2 separate regions of the Zea mays genome follow, and region 1 is linked to region 2. A link is a contact called in public Hi-C data. All regions are on one chromosome and are shown on one strand. The core of a region is the stretch at or near the end of the contact, and the rest is flanking DNA. Distances in the headings are between cores, read along the strand shown. Region 1 holds the start of LOC100279723 (Remorin family protein). Region 2 has its middle 18 kb from the start of LOC103647479.

Evidence for each region. Hi-C and Micro-C count contacts between places; a contact is called where the count stands out from the background.
Region 1: a Hi-C map of leaf shows a contact between it and region 2, with 7 times the contacts expected there. The contact joins the promoter of LOC100279723 here to the enhancer-like site in region 2. A contact is called at or near these places in 8 of 25 Hi-C or Micro-C datasets (bundle sheath, ear, leaf and 1 more).

Annotation. Positions count from the first base shown.
Region 1 is chr2:191,245,047-191,252,075 of Zm-B73-REFERENCE-NAM-5.0, forward strand. It overlaps LOC100279723 (Remorin family protein), which reads left to right and starts at 2,002. Exons shown (of 6, transcript NM_001152682.1): 1 at 2,002-2,116; 2 at 2,260-2,990; 3 at 3,300-3,654; 4 at 3,869-3,950; 5 at 4,094-4,333; 6 at 4,890-5,580. The coding sequence starts at 2,522. The coding sequence ends at 4,312.
Region 2 is chr2:191,061,742-191,068,099 of Zm-B73-REFERENCE-NAM-5.0, forward strand. No RefSeq gene overlaps it. Among protein-coding and RNA genes, the nearest start is that of LOC103647479, 18 kb to the right of the region's middle. Within about 2 kb of position 3,005, at least 7 of the 20 cell types and tissues checked have an H3K27ac peak or open chromatin away from gene starts, as enhancers often do. A contact at or near this core is called in bundle sheath, leaf and leaf mesophyll, where this site is marked.

The DNA.
Region 1 (7,029 bases), core at 752-3,251, 180 kb after region 2:
AACCACTAGATGTTCTATGAGGCACTAAGTTTTACACAGACCAAAGTCATTGACCCCTCTTAATAGTACAACCATCTAGCCTAGTAATCCGGTCAAATGTCTTCTCTAAACTCCTGGAGACCGGCAAAAACAAAAACCTATGGTATACCTTTGCCTTTACTTGATCCACAACCAATGCTTATAAGTCTCCAAGATTTTCTTTTCTCTGTGGTCCAACCTGCGTTCTTATTTCTCCAAGAACTGTTAGTCCACAAATAGTTGTCATTAATTACCAAAACATCACTAAGGGGCCTAGATGATTCACAACTACAAAATTGTTTTGCTCTTGGATTACTTAAACAAATCACATTATTGGTCACCAACAGTTGGCTAGATGGATTACAGCTGGAATGATTCTATGTACGGGTATGATTCTACATTTACTAACTTTTCTAGAAATCGAGTGGAGTAGTATGATTCTACATTTTTATTTTTTTATTCTCAGTTTTGACGATGAGCTGCCACCTAGCTTATCAATGGTAGTACATCCTAGTGCTCACCCAAAGGTTGGTATTGACTGGGACGCACTACAAATTGTTGAGTGCCAAGATGAGGAAGGTAGGATAGAAATTGTTGACGATGACAGAATGTATGAGTTGATCGGGTTGAGAGCTGAGGATGAAGCTGCTCAGAAGGTGGGTGAAGCTTTCAAGATGCAAGAGGGTGATGTCAATAGAGGTGATTGCGAGAATGGAACTATTGATGCAATCATCCCTGTTGATGATGAAATTCCAGATGAGAGGGTGATGTTGCATGACACAGACAAGCCTTGTATGGATATTGGAACAGTGTACCCCAGCATGCGTGACTTTAGGCTAGCTGTGAGACAGTTTGCGATCAATGAAGAGTTTGAGCTAGAAATATATAAAACTGATCTGAGTCGATTTATTGGTAATTGCAAAGGAGAAGGTTGCCCTTGGCATATTGTGGGATGTAGGCAACAATCTGGGAATAGTGTTATGGTATAGTCTAATAAGCCTAAGATGTTTGTACATAGGATATTGTTTATGTTGTTACTAATTAAGGTTAATTATTACAGGTGACTGTCTTAATTGAGGAACACACTTGTACTTCCAGTGCTAGAAGGAAAACCACGATCCTTACTAGCGCTTGAGTAGCATCAAAGGTTGTCCATCTCTTAAAGGAGTTGAACATGGGTCTGAGGGAGCTGCGGAAAAGGTTGGAAGAAAAATATAAGTGTGAAATTTACTGTGGCATCCACGGTTGGAAGATGGGAGATTCTGGAACAGGGGCAAGATTGGAAGAGCGTCCACGGTAATCGCGTCCAACGTCTTCACAGGCGCGGTTACGTCAATAGAGACAACCATGCATTCGAAGTACCAAAGTGGCGATATGTGTTCAGAGTACCAAACTGGCGAAGACAAAAGGCAGAGGTATTATAATGCCAAATAACTCAAAGTAGCATCATGGCGCCCCGATGCCCATCTAGGTTGCCTATGGCGGTATGGCCTGTCCTAGCCTCTCACTCAGGTGACCGCAACCCTTCCACAGAGAGCAAGCGAATGGTACACAAGAATTTGTTATCAGCGAAGTAGACAAAGTAGGATGGCCCCGAATTCTTTTGACTTGAGCTATAGGCATCATCACCGTCACCATCCTAGACCCTTGTAGCAACAAAAACGAGGGTGCTTTTTTTTTTTCTGACACGAGAAAATGAGCGCCGTTGGATTATCTTCACCTTTCACTCCCCCTCTTTCTGAGATCTGCTTTTTAAACACTGATTGTATGATGGTGGTTGCATGCAGCCTTTGGCCGGGTTCGTGCGCCTGACACAGACACAGATCTGGAGACAGATGGGTTGGCTACTTCCTCCTCCAGTGGTAAGCACAACGCTGTAACCAGCTCACAGTTTTGGATTCTTACTAGTGTCTCAATCGATCTGAGAGCAACCTGACCGCCCTTTAAAACGAGCTAGTGTTGTTAAGCTTCTGCAGCCTTTGCCGAGCGGCAGGACGACGAAGCGGAGGAGTTGCTGTGCGGGGTGAAGGAAGAGGAGTCGGCTCAGGTACAAGAACCGGCCAAGAATCCGGCAGGACGTCCCACCCCACTACCCCAGGTACTGTATTAATCTTGAGTCTTGCAATCCGTTGAATTGTGCGGGGTTGCAGTTGCCCATTTTGTATGCTTGTATGTTGTTCGAAAGAATGCCACAACCAACCAGTGGTACCACACTGAGGTTATTGTTCTTTTGCATGGTAGGAAGGGGTCGAAACAGCGGCCGGCCCCGGCCTTACTTGACCTCGGCAGCACTGGGTTAATTCCACGGAGCCACGTTTTCTACAAGTTTCGTGATTGGTGGTGTGGGGTTGATGAACAAAGGACTTGAAGCATTACTCATCCGGTCAGACGTGTTTCGTAGACCTTGACGCTGAGCTATCGGAGTTGGGTTTCCAAAAAAAGGTGGAGCTCTGAGAGAGTTCCGCATTCTTCTAAAGGAAGTAGGAGATACCCAGGAAGCAGCATGGCATTTTCTTACAGCAATGGGAGGACATTGCCCTCGAAATGGGAGGATGCAGAGAGGTGGATCTTCAGTCCCAATTCCAGCGACATGCGTGGAAGAACTACGGTTGCTCATGGTCGGAGGCCAAAGTCTAAAAGTGGCCCCCTGGGGCCTCCAGGAAGACTTGGTGGACAGTATTCATCTGTTTCTTCGGTGTCATTGCTTGATAGTGAGAGAGTTGGACCTATTACATCAAATTCTCATTTTTCAGCAGGAGTACTAATGCCAGGACATGTTTGTGGAGGAAAAAATACAAATGGGGCCTATTCAGGTAGACCAATTGGTGACGAAATCAACATTGGAGAAGGAGTCAGAATTTGTCCACTGAATGGTGGGTCTCATCCTATTCGAACTCCCAGAGTTCGCAAGCGATTAGATTCTGCAGTCGAATCATCTGCTTCATTGCCTAGCACACAAGAATCTATCCAAGGTATTTAAAAATGGTTTCTTGTGCACAGAGTGCATATCCATCATTATTTTTAGTTTTAGCCTATTGTTTAGTATTGAAATTTGGTTTAGTAGTAATTAGCAAAGCACAAAACACTTTGTTTGAGTTATCATCTATGTTTGTTGAAGCATAGAAGGCATGAATTGCGTTATGAAACCATTTTTTTTCAGTAACAAGTCGGAAGTTATTTACCTTAAGTTGTGCAGCAGATCTTCATAGAAAGTTATCATATTGTAGACTGAAAAGTCAGTAAATCTTGACCCGTTGCCTTTTTGTTGTTGCCTTGTTCAGACGAGCAGGTTGAAATCACAGAAGATTCAGCTTCAACTATTGCCTGTATAATTTCCAGGAAAGATGTTGCAACACAGACCAGCCCAGAGCTAAGTAGGTCCTCTTCACCCAACAATAGACCAACATTTAATCGTTCCCTGTCGACGGAACAAATGAAAGAGAGGGGGAGCTGTTTCTCAGATCTTGATATCAGGGATGTTCAGATGGATGATCGAGTGACTCTGACTAGGTGGTCAAAGCAAAATGTAACACGGTTGCCTAACAAGAATTCAACAAACATAATAGAGTGGAAGGAAAAAGCTGTGGAATCAAAATCTTTGTCCTGGGGCTTTGCCGAAGCGAAGTGCATATCCAAGTAAGAGATCACAGATCACTACATATTCAATTATTGTGCTGCTTGAAGCCTAATTTCCTAATACTTGTTACCTTATGTGTCATGAAATCTTCTGTAATGCTTATCTGTTCTAAATGTGTCCAAGCCTTAACCATCTCTCGAGTTTTTTTTTAAACATCAGTGTATATTTACACCAACAAATTGTGAAAGCTGATAATCTCTACAATATTATAAGGATTGGTAGAGAGGACACAAAAATTACTGCATGGGAAAGTATTCAAAAAGCAAAAGCTGAGGCAGCAATTCAGAAGTTAATGGTATGTTCTTTGTTCTATTTCAAACTGTGTTGCGCTATTTTTAACTGAATTGATGGTAGGATTGTTTACAGGACATCTTATTTATATCTAATGTATCTAGTTAACCCTGAATTGTACACACACTTCTATATCTATAATATCAGATTAAGATGGAGAAGAAAGGATCATCTTCGCTGGATAAGATTTTGAACACCCTCAAGTCTGCTCAGAGAAAAGCCCAGGTGATGCTTGAGCATGAGCTTGATGCAGTAACAGCAAACCAAGATGGAAAAGGCTCTAGGAAGGCAAAAAAGGGAGCACAGCGTAGCAAGAATGGCCAAATCAGTTCCCTGAGTGGCTGCTTCACTTGCCATGCTTTTTGATACATGTAATTCCAAAACTGAGTAAGTTGCAATCAGACTGTTAATGTGCATTGAATGTATTTTTGTATTGCATTTTCAGGCAATTTGATGTTCTGTTCCTTGAAGCAGCATCTATACCACACACTTTCTGTTACATAAGGCAATACAGTGGCATGCCAACTACAACGAAATTGTCAATCATCCTTTTGCCTATAACACGACGACAGACTCATATTTGCATACTGTGCTAGAAGTTCCCTGACTAGTGTTCAAATTTGTTGTAGCCGATGTGAACTTACCATGGTTATTTTTACATTTTGCAGATTGTGCTAGAAGTGCTCTATTGATGTATACATAATTTTTATAATTATTCCCACATAAAGCACCCAATTTTTCGTATGTGGAACTTTCTGTACGACAATATATCCAGGTCTTTAGGTTGTAAAATTACGTTCGATAATATACTTTCATCTATCGATGACTTGACCGTAAATACAAGACGCATTTCTAAGGCTTTTAGTGTTACTTGTGGTCAAATGCGGTGTTTTTCAGCACCAGTTTCATTTTCCTAGAACTCATCAAGACATTTTAATTGCAGGAATCAGGATCTGAGAAATTCCTTCGTACTGCCTACATCACCGTCATGTTCTCCACATCGAAATCTAGGTGAACTTCAGATATCTATCAGATGTCAGTACATAATACGATAATCCCACAGCTGGAAATCAGACTCGGATCTTTCCAAGATGCTAGCTGCAGGCTCTTCATCTGCCATGATAGGGATAATGCAATATCTGCAGTGCCGCTCTGTGTTAGTTTCGATTCTGCCAATGAGACAGAGAAAATGGAGCACGAAGGAAAAGGAGGAACGGTTCTGCGTACACCTCATGTGCCCGGTTGATGTCTCCTTTATCATTGTGTCATTACCTGGCCTGCCTTGTAGCTAGGCACTGCTGATGTCGATCTTGTTGCCAAAAAGGCTGTATGGATCATACATTCACACAAAGTGCAATTCCATTCCAAGATACAGCGAAATCTTCAGGTACGAGGAGAAAGCATGGCCTGCTTGTGCGTGTGACTAGTTGGGCACCCTGCTGGGTACTGGAATGGAACCACGCTCCCTTGTTGCTTTTGTTTGGTACAGTGCTGGTTGTTGCTACCTATATTTGCTTTACAGCAGCGTCGGTGTGTAGCTCTTTTAGGAAACTGAGATGTTGGTTTGGCCTGGAAACTTAACAATATCGTCACACACATATATGTACATATGGGGATGAAGATATGATCGTCAGTATGCCATCCTTTAAAAAAAAAGATTCTCATTTTACGGCAGTTGTTCATCTGAAATGTTAGGGAGTGTTTAAATGCACTAGAGTTAATATTTAGCTGCTAAAATTAGTTGAAGATATCTAAACAGTCTTGCTAATAGTTCAACTATTAGCTACTTTAACAAATTAGTTAATAGTTAGCTATGTATTTGTTAGCTACCTAATTTTGCTAAAAATTTTGTAGCTAACTATTAACATATTCTTCACTTGCTTGCCTCCCATATTTTACATTATCTTCGAGTGGACCATTTGGTCGGATCGGATAAGATCCTTTCGTTATAGACTCTAGTTATCAATATATTATTTTTCATAATTATTCATAGTTTGTTTCTTTTGCATCACACTTTTATGTGTACATGACATGTCTCTATTTAGTTGAAACCATACCTTGAGTTGTTCTTTGACATGAAAATGCATATGGCCATCACTTCCATCATTCATGTACACATGTTTTGCATGATTATACACATCATGCATGTCCCTTGAGTTGTATTCTATATTTTAAAAAGGGAAATTGTGTGATTTACAAGTGTATAGGGTCGGTATATTATGAGTTCAAGGCTTTCAATAGTTACAGAAATTCCCAGCCACCCTTTGGTTCGCGCCCAACGACTAGGTGTGTGCGGCCAGAAGCGTCCTGCTACCATGCACTGGGTCAAACCTTCCCACGCATGTTAGTCAAACCTCCGGTCAAACATCGAAGTCCCACGTGGGACGCAAGCCATAAATTACGGTTCTATTTTTTTCGCAAATAGCGTAAATCGTTAATAGAAATAGCGTAAATAGTTCATAGCGATAGCATAAAAACCTCGCCCAGACGCTGTACCACGTCTACATGCCCAGACGCTTGCATGCAGATCCTATTTTTATGGTAGATCGTGTGAGTTTTCATTGCATGTGCGCAAATTTTGGATGACATTTTTATTTTCACTCTATGCGCGTAAAAAATAAATGGCTCCATAAATATAGGATCGCTCCAACAGTCATGCAAGTATGCTCGTTATAACCAGTTTATGATATATACTGATAGTAATTATGCTACACGGTGTATGTGTTTATGCAAATCGGAGGCAGTGTAAAATTTTTGTTTCCTACTCGATGCGCACAAATTTAGAATGACAGTAATGTGCGATAAAGCAAATGTATTGGCATGCATGGAAACAAAAAATCTTATTTAAATGTAAGATCGCTCAAACAACCATGCAGTTGGTTTCGCTAGAACCTGTTTATGATATATGTTGATACTAATTATGCTACACAGTGTAGATATTTATGTAATACGGTACATGTGTAAATATCTGGAATGCGGTTCACCGGTGGACGGATCTCCATGTTCGAGCGTAAAAATCTTTGGTTTTGAGCGTAAACACTTGCAGTTATGAGTGTAAATATCGATCCAACATTCATGCAGTT
Region 2 (6,358 bases), core at 1,755-4,254:
CTTGTTCTTAATTCTTAGCATTTGAGAACAAGTCCCCAACAGTAAGTTAGGTCACATGACAGGTAGAAGTACTACAACGGTGAAAACAATCCCGGAGATAAGAACTCGAAGCGACGGCTAAAACGACGAAACAAAAAGGTGAAGATCTACGGAGTCCGAGTGTCAAGGAGATGTGGACACTCGCGATTTAGTTAGGTCTTTTATTCTCTTTTAGCCGTACTATAAAGAGGGGTTGTCGATGAGTAGTTTGACCAAGAGAGTTCTAGTGTAGTATGGGTGCACAATCACACTCATACACAGTGCTAGGTGTCACTCTAGAACTCACACTCAAGTTAGAACGAAAACCGATTTGAAAATCAGCTGAAAAACAAGAGTTAGTGTTTCTGGCCTTGGGGCACCGGACTGTCCGGTGTGCACCGGACTGTCCGGTGCACCCTCTGCCAGGAGGGGCCTGGCTGGTCCGCGGCAGAGGCTTCGCCTTCCCAGAAACCCGAGAGCGCAGTTTTCAGAGTTGAATTTTAGTGGCACACCGGACACCGCACCGGACTGTCCGGTGTGCACCGGACAGTGGACTGTTCACTGTCCGGTGCGCCATGAGTCCAACGGCTCTCTGTCAGAACTAGCCGTTGGAAACGACCGTTGGCGCACCGGTGGCGCACCGGACTGTCCGGTGCGCCATCGCGCAGTGAATTGCCTGTAACGGCTAGTTGGTGGGTGAGGGCTATTTATACCCCCTCCACCCACCATATTCAATGTCTAGCACTCCCCATTTATTCCAGCACATTGCTAGAGCATTGGAAGCACCAAGAGCCTAGTGAGGAGATTAGAGAATCATAATCCGCGCTTGTTCCTCATTAGTGCTAGTGAGAGCCACCTAGAGCACACACCACTTGCATTAGGCTTCTCTTGGTCAAGTGAAAGTCTATGGCTTGTTACTCTTGGTGATCGGCATCACCTAGACGGCTTGGTGGCGTTGGGAGCTCGGTGATCACCGTGAAGATCTTGTTGGTGACCCGACTCAAGTTTGTAAGCGGTCTCGAGGGATCCACCGCGCCGGAGTGACAAAGGATCATCTCGTAGTGAGCACTTGGTTCTTGCGAGGACCAAGGGGGAGCGATACCCTTGCGCGGGTGCTCCAACAAGGACTAGTGGAGAGTGCCGACTCTTCGATACCTCGGGAAAAATTGGAGGAGTCTTCTAAACTTTGCTTTACATTCCGCACTTAATTCAAGCACTTTACATTGTGTATTTGCTTAGCAAGTATTTGAAGTATTATCTTAGCTTTGTTACATTTCTAGTATTATATTCTTAGTGCTAGTTGTTGGGGTGAAGTTGGGCTCTTGTTTAGCTCTTGCTTAGGTTTTAATTAGTGTTGATTTTTAGAAAAGCCCAATTCACCCCCCCTCTTGGGCATCGTGATCCTTTCAGGCGCCTGGTAGCCCGCGCCAAACTTATATCTACAAAAGTTAGGTTTTCGCGTCTGCTCACAGATACGTCGTCATCGTAGTTCTCTTCATCCCGACCACCTATGTGTATCTGCGATCAGGAGAGCGGGTCTCCGAAACCCATCGACTTCGAGGTCCTGCATCGGGAGAGGGCGAATAAGATTTTTGGGAAGCGTTCTCACACGACTGCTCGTGATCTTGTCATCGATCCTACTGTTACGACGTCGTCGACCCTGCTACTTTGACATTGTCGACCTTGCTGCTTCTACCAGCGTCGTCTACTACGCATTATATCTGATTTGATTGCATACTTCAGTTTATCTGTTATAGTAAAGATGTGCTGCATTTATATAATTATGATGTTAGGTAACCTATTAGGTTACTTGTTTTGGAACAGACAACTAAACTATTTGTTGTTGGTCATGATTTATATTCGAAATTTAATCTGAAAAATATATAATTTTTCAGCAGGTTGACGTCAAATTGTTTAATCTTAAAGCACTCTTATACTACACACGGGTAGAACTGAAGCTTAAGAGCTAGAGCTAGGTGTGTCTTGATCTCAATTTGCTTGCATCTACGTTTGCGTAAAAATATGCTCGAGCCGCCGTCCGTGCTGAGTGCTGTCTGAAGGTTTCGTCAGCCGACTGCAGAGCCCGTATGGAGGTCAATTTGAACAGAGAGAATTTTAGCCTCGTCAATCTCCCATATAAAAATGGATTTGAACGGGGTTAGAAATGAGCAAAGTACCTAGACTAAAGGCACGCTTGTAAAAAAGCCCATATAAAAAACGATGCAGATACAGGCTTGCAGCACAGGCAGCATGCAGTGAGATGCGCAAATCAAACTCCCATGAAATTTTGAAGCTGTACTTGAATACAACCAAGCCAAACCGATACATATACTGATATACATATGGATCGATCAAACAAATAAAAGAATACTAGAAATAGAGAGAGAGAGCTTGCTTAACGGCCGGCGACCTCAGTCCTGCTTCCGTTGGGCCGCGGCGAGCATGGGCGACAACGCGGACCGCGTCCGGGCGAAGGCGGCGACGGGCGAGGGCTCCCCGGCGTTGAGCGGCAGGTCGGAGAGCAGCGCGAGCATGCGGCGCGCGCTGAGCGACCGCGCGGGGCGGAGGCCGAGGCTCTTGGTGCGCGAGAACACGGTGGAGGACTGCGACAGGATGAGGTACACCAGCGCCTGCACCAGCACGAACATCCCGACCTTGATCAGCGCCGCCTCCATCCCCGGCTCCATGGCGGCAACAGTACGTAACACCGTCTTTCTTGCCTTGAGCGAGGCTGTGCTTCCAGATCAAATCCAAAAGCGAACGCTGCGTTGAGGTTCTGAATATGGCTCTATGAACTCACTTCGATTGCGCGAGAAATATTTTTGGATCGCTAGCTTGTGGCTTGTGAGGCGAAGTCGCGAAGAGGCGGGGCCATACGCGAGCTTTTATACGCCACGTACGGCGACAGGGCCTCTGGTTTGACCATGGCTGCTGGCTGCTAAACCGCTGGATGTTTAGTGCTGCCGTGACCGTGATGATGTCTCCCGGTCAATGGAGACCAGGTAAAAAAAAATAACGATTTCCGTTATGGTTGGGGTCGTCAGCACAGGTTACTGTTTTTTTTACTCTAGATGAACAGAATGGGTCATGCGGTCATATAAAACAGGCTTGATGTCTTCGACTCTCGATCTATGTTCGTTGACCCTGACCTATATATATTTATAGGTTTATTTTTATTAGATTTCTTTCAAATAACGACCTTGGTCAGCCACCAAATACAATATGCTGAAGCGTCCCTCTATTTCTAAGTAAATTAATTCTTAGAATTTATCTTAAGTTATTTTTTTATATTGACCAAATTTATATTAACAATGTTTATGACATCGAATGAATACATTAGAGAAATTTAGTTTATCATGTTTTTAATTATACTAATGTGCTATCGTAAATATAAACATTTTTTCTACAATTTAATTAAACTTAAATTTTAACTTACAACAATTTTAGAAATTACTTTATTTATAGGGACTAAGATATCATACATAAATAAGGGTTTAACAGGGTGTTTGGGACTACTCTGTGTCCATGTTTTGATGCTATGTTCCACCAATTACATGCCAAACAAGTCAAACTCTATCAACTCACTGCATTAACAAGCAGACGAGTGTCGTCCACGACGTGAAGAACAGTGGCTTCACTCTTGTGACGCGGTTGTCGCACACGGGCACAGGGGGAGCTTCAGGAAGTGTAAGCCATAATCAGCAACCTCACATTGACTGAGTTAACAGACTCGAGAATATGTAGCCTGGCCAACAGAAATGGGAAGTTCAGGATGTCTCTGCGCTATACGACCTCCTGAAACGCCCTGACAGGAAGGAAGTCGTTGTGGCCTCTTTCATCTGGAAGAATAGAATGCCACCGCGAGTGCAATTCTTTGCCTCGTTGCTCGTAATATTTATCCATCTCTTCCTCTCTCTTCCCCACGAGCAGCACCTGACCAGTAGTAGTTGAGGATCAGCTTGCCTTCATCCTTGCCGTTGTACCACCCGACGATGAAGATCTCGGTGCTGACGATGACGGCGTATGAGATAGCGGCGTGCGTCAGTAGGAGTCTCCTCGCGACGCTCACGCCAACAACGCCTGCAGTGCAGTCATGCCAGAGAGGTTGACTGTCTTGGTGTCGGCACGCAAGCGGTAGCGGCTGGCGATGATGGCGGCGAGCCATGGGGCCGGGTAGAACCCGCTGCAATTGACGACGAGAGCTCCGACAGTCGACGGCGGGATGCCAGCCTTGGTCAAGGGGCTGTCGAGCGTGGGAAAGAGAGCGACGATGGTAGTCCAGAGGTATACGGAGGGTGCTGGGAAGGAAAGAATAGATCAAAGCGAAATGTTATTTTTGTGCAACCAGTTGTATTGGTGGTTAATTATTTATCATCTCCACGTCCAGATTTATATTTTGACGTTTTGGAGTTGCAAATGAGGTGCTTCAAAACTCCACCCTCAATTATACTACGGCTCCGTGGAGTTGGCAGCTCCTTAGGGTTGATTTGGTGACCCGGGATCCCGGAAGAATTAGAGGAGAGTTTTGATGTTTAGCTAGAAAGTTAGCTGGAGTTTCTAGAGTTTAGCTCCAGAGCCATCTAAAGGCTTGTTTGCCCTGTGGCTTCGACTCGGTAAATGTATAGCACTATTATGGACCTACACTGGCGAACATATCAAATGTATACAAGATTTTAGTTGAGTTTAGCTATAAACTGCTGGCCTACTGCAAACCTATAAACTGTCGCTTCCTCATTTTTTAGTTGAGTTTAGCTAGAGGAATTGGCAGTGTGTAACAATAGCGAACATATCAGGTGCATACAAGATTTTAGTGCATATGATGCATATATTAAAATGACCATCCATTCTAGATCAAACGTCCCTTGATATCATATATAATCTTATAAAGAACATCTCTCACTATTATCTTTCACCACTTCCCACCTTGCTCTGTGCATGAAGGGGTAGGTGAAGGAGAACATTAGAACTTGAAAGCATCTAGGCCCCTGGTTGGTTTTAGTGATTAATGACAACGTAATATTATATGTGGCTAACTTGTGTTTTGCAGAGACAAATGGTAAGTCAGGTCGCATAACAGGTAGAAGTACTACAACGGTGAAAACAATCCCGAAGATAAGAACTCGAAGCGACGGCTAAAACGACGAAACAAAAGGCAAAGGTCTACGGAGTCCGAGTGTCAAGGAGATGTGGACACTCGCGATTTAGTTAGGTCTTTTATTCTCTTTTTAGCCGTACTATAAAGAGGGGTTGTCGATGAGTAGTTTGACCAAGAGAGTTCTAGTGTAGTGTTGGTGCACAATCACACTCATATACAGTGCTAGGTGTCACTCTAGAACTCACACACAAGTTAGAGCGAAAACCGATTTGAAAATCAGCTGAAAAACAAGAGTAAGTGTTTCTGGCCTTGGGGCACCGGACTGTCCGGTGCACCCTCTGCCAGGTGGGGCCAGGCTGGTCCGCGGGAGAGGCTTTTCCCTCCGCAGAAACCCGAGAGCGCAGGTTTGGGAGTTGAATTTTAGTGGCGCACCGGACATCGCACCGGACTGTCCGGTGCGAACTGTTCACTGTCCGGTGTGCCATGAGTCCAACGACTAGCTGTCAGAACTAGCCGTTGGAAACGACCGTTGGCGCACCGGTGGCGCACCGGACTGTCTGGTGCGCCATTGCGCAGTGAGATGCCTGTAACGGCTAGTTGGTGGGTGAGGGCTATTTATACCCCTTCCACCCACCATATTAAATGTCTTGCACTCCACATTTATTCCAGCACATTACTAGAGCATTGCAAGCACCAAAAGCCTAGTGAGGAGATTAGAGAATTATAATCCGCGTTTGTTCCTCATTAGCGCTAGTGAGAGCCACCTAGAGCACACACCACTTGCATTAGGCTTCTCTTGGTCAAGCGAAAGTCTACGGCTTGTTACTCTTGGTGATCGGCATCACCTAGACGGCTTGGTGGCGTTGGGAGCTCGGTGATCACCGTGAAGATCTTGTTGGTGACCCGACTCAAGTTTGTAAGCGGTCTCGAGGGATCCACCGCGCCGGAGTGGCAAAGGATCATCTCGTAGTGAGCACTTGGTTCTTGCGAGGACCAAGGGGGAGCAATACCCTTGCGCGGGTGCTCCAACGAGGACTAGTGGAGAGTGCCGACTCTTCGATACCTCGGGAAAAATTGGAGGAGTCTTCTAAACTTTGCTTTACATTCCGCACTTAATTCAAGCACTTTACATTGTGTATTTGTTTAGCAAATATTTGAAGTATTGTCTTAGCATTGTTGCATTTCTAGTTTTATACTCTTAGTGCTAGTTGTTGGGGTGAAGTTGGGCTCTTGCTTAGATCTTGC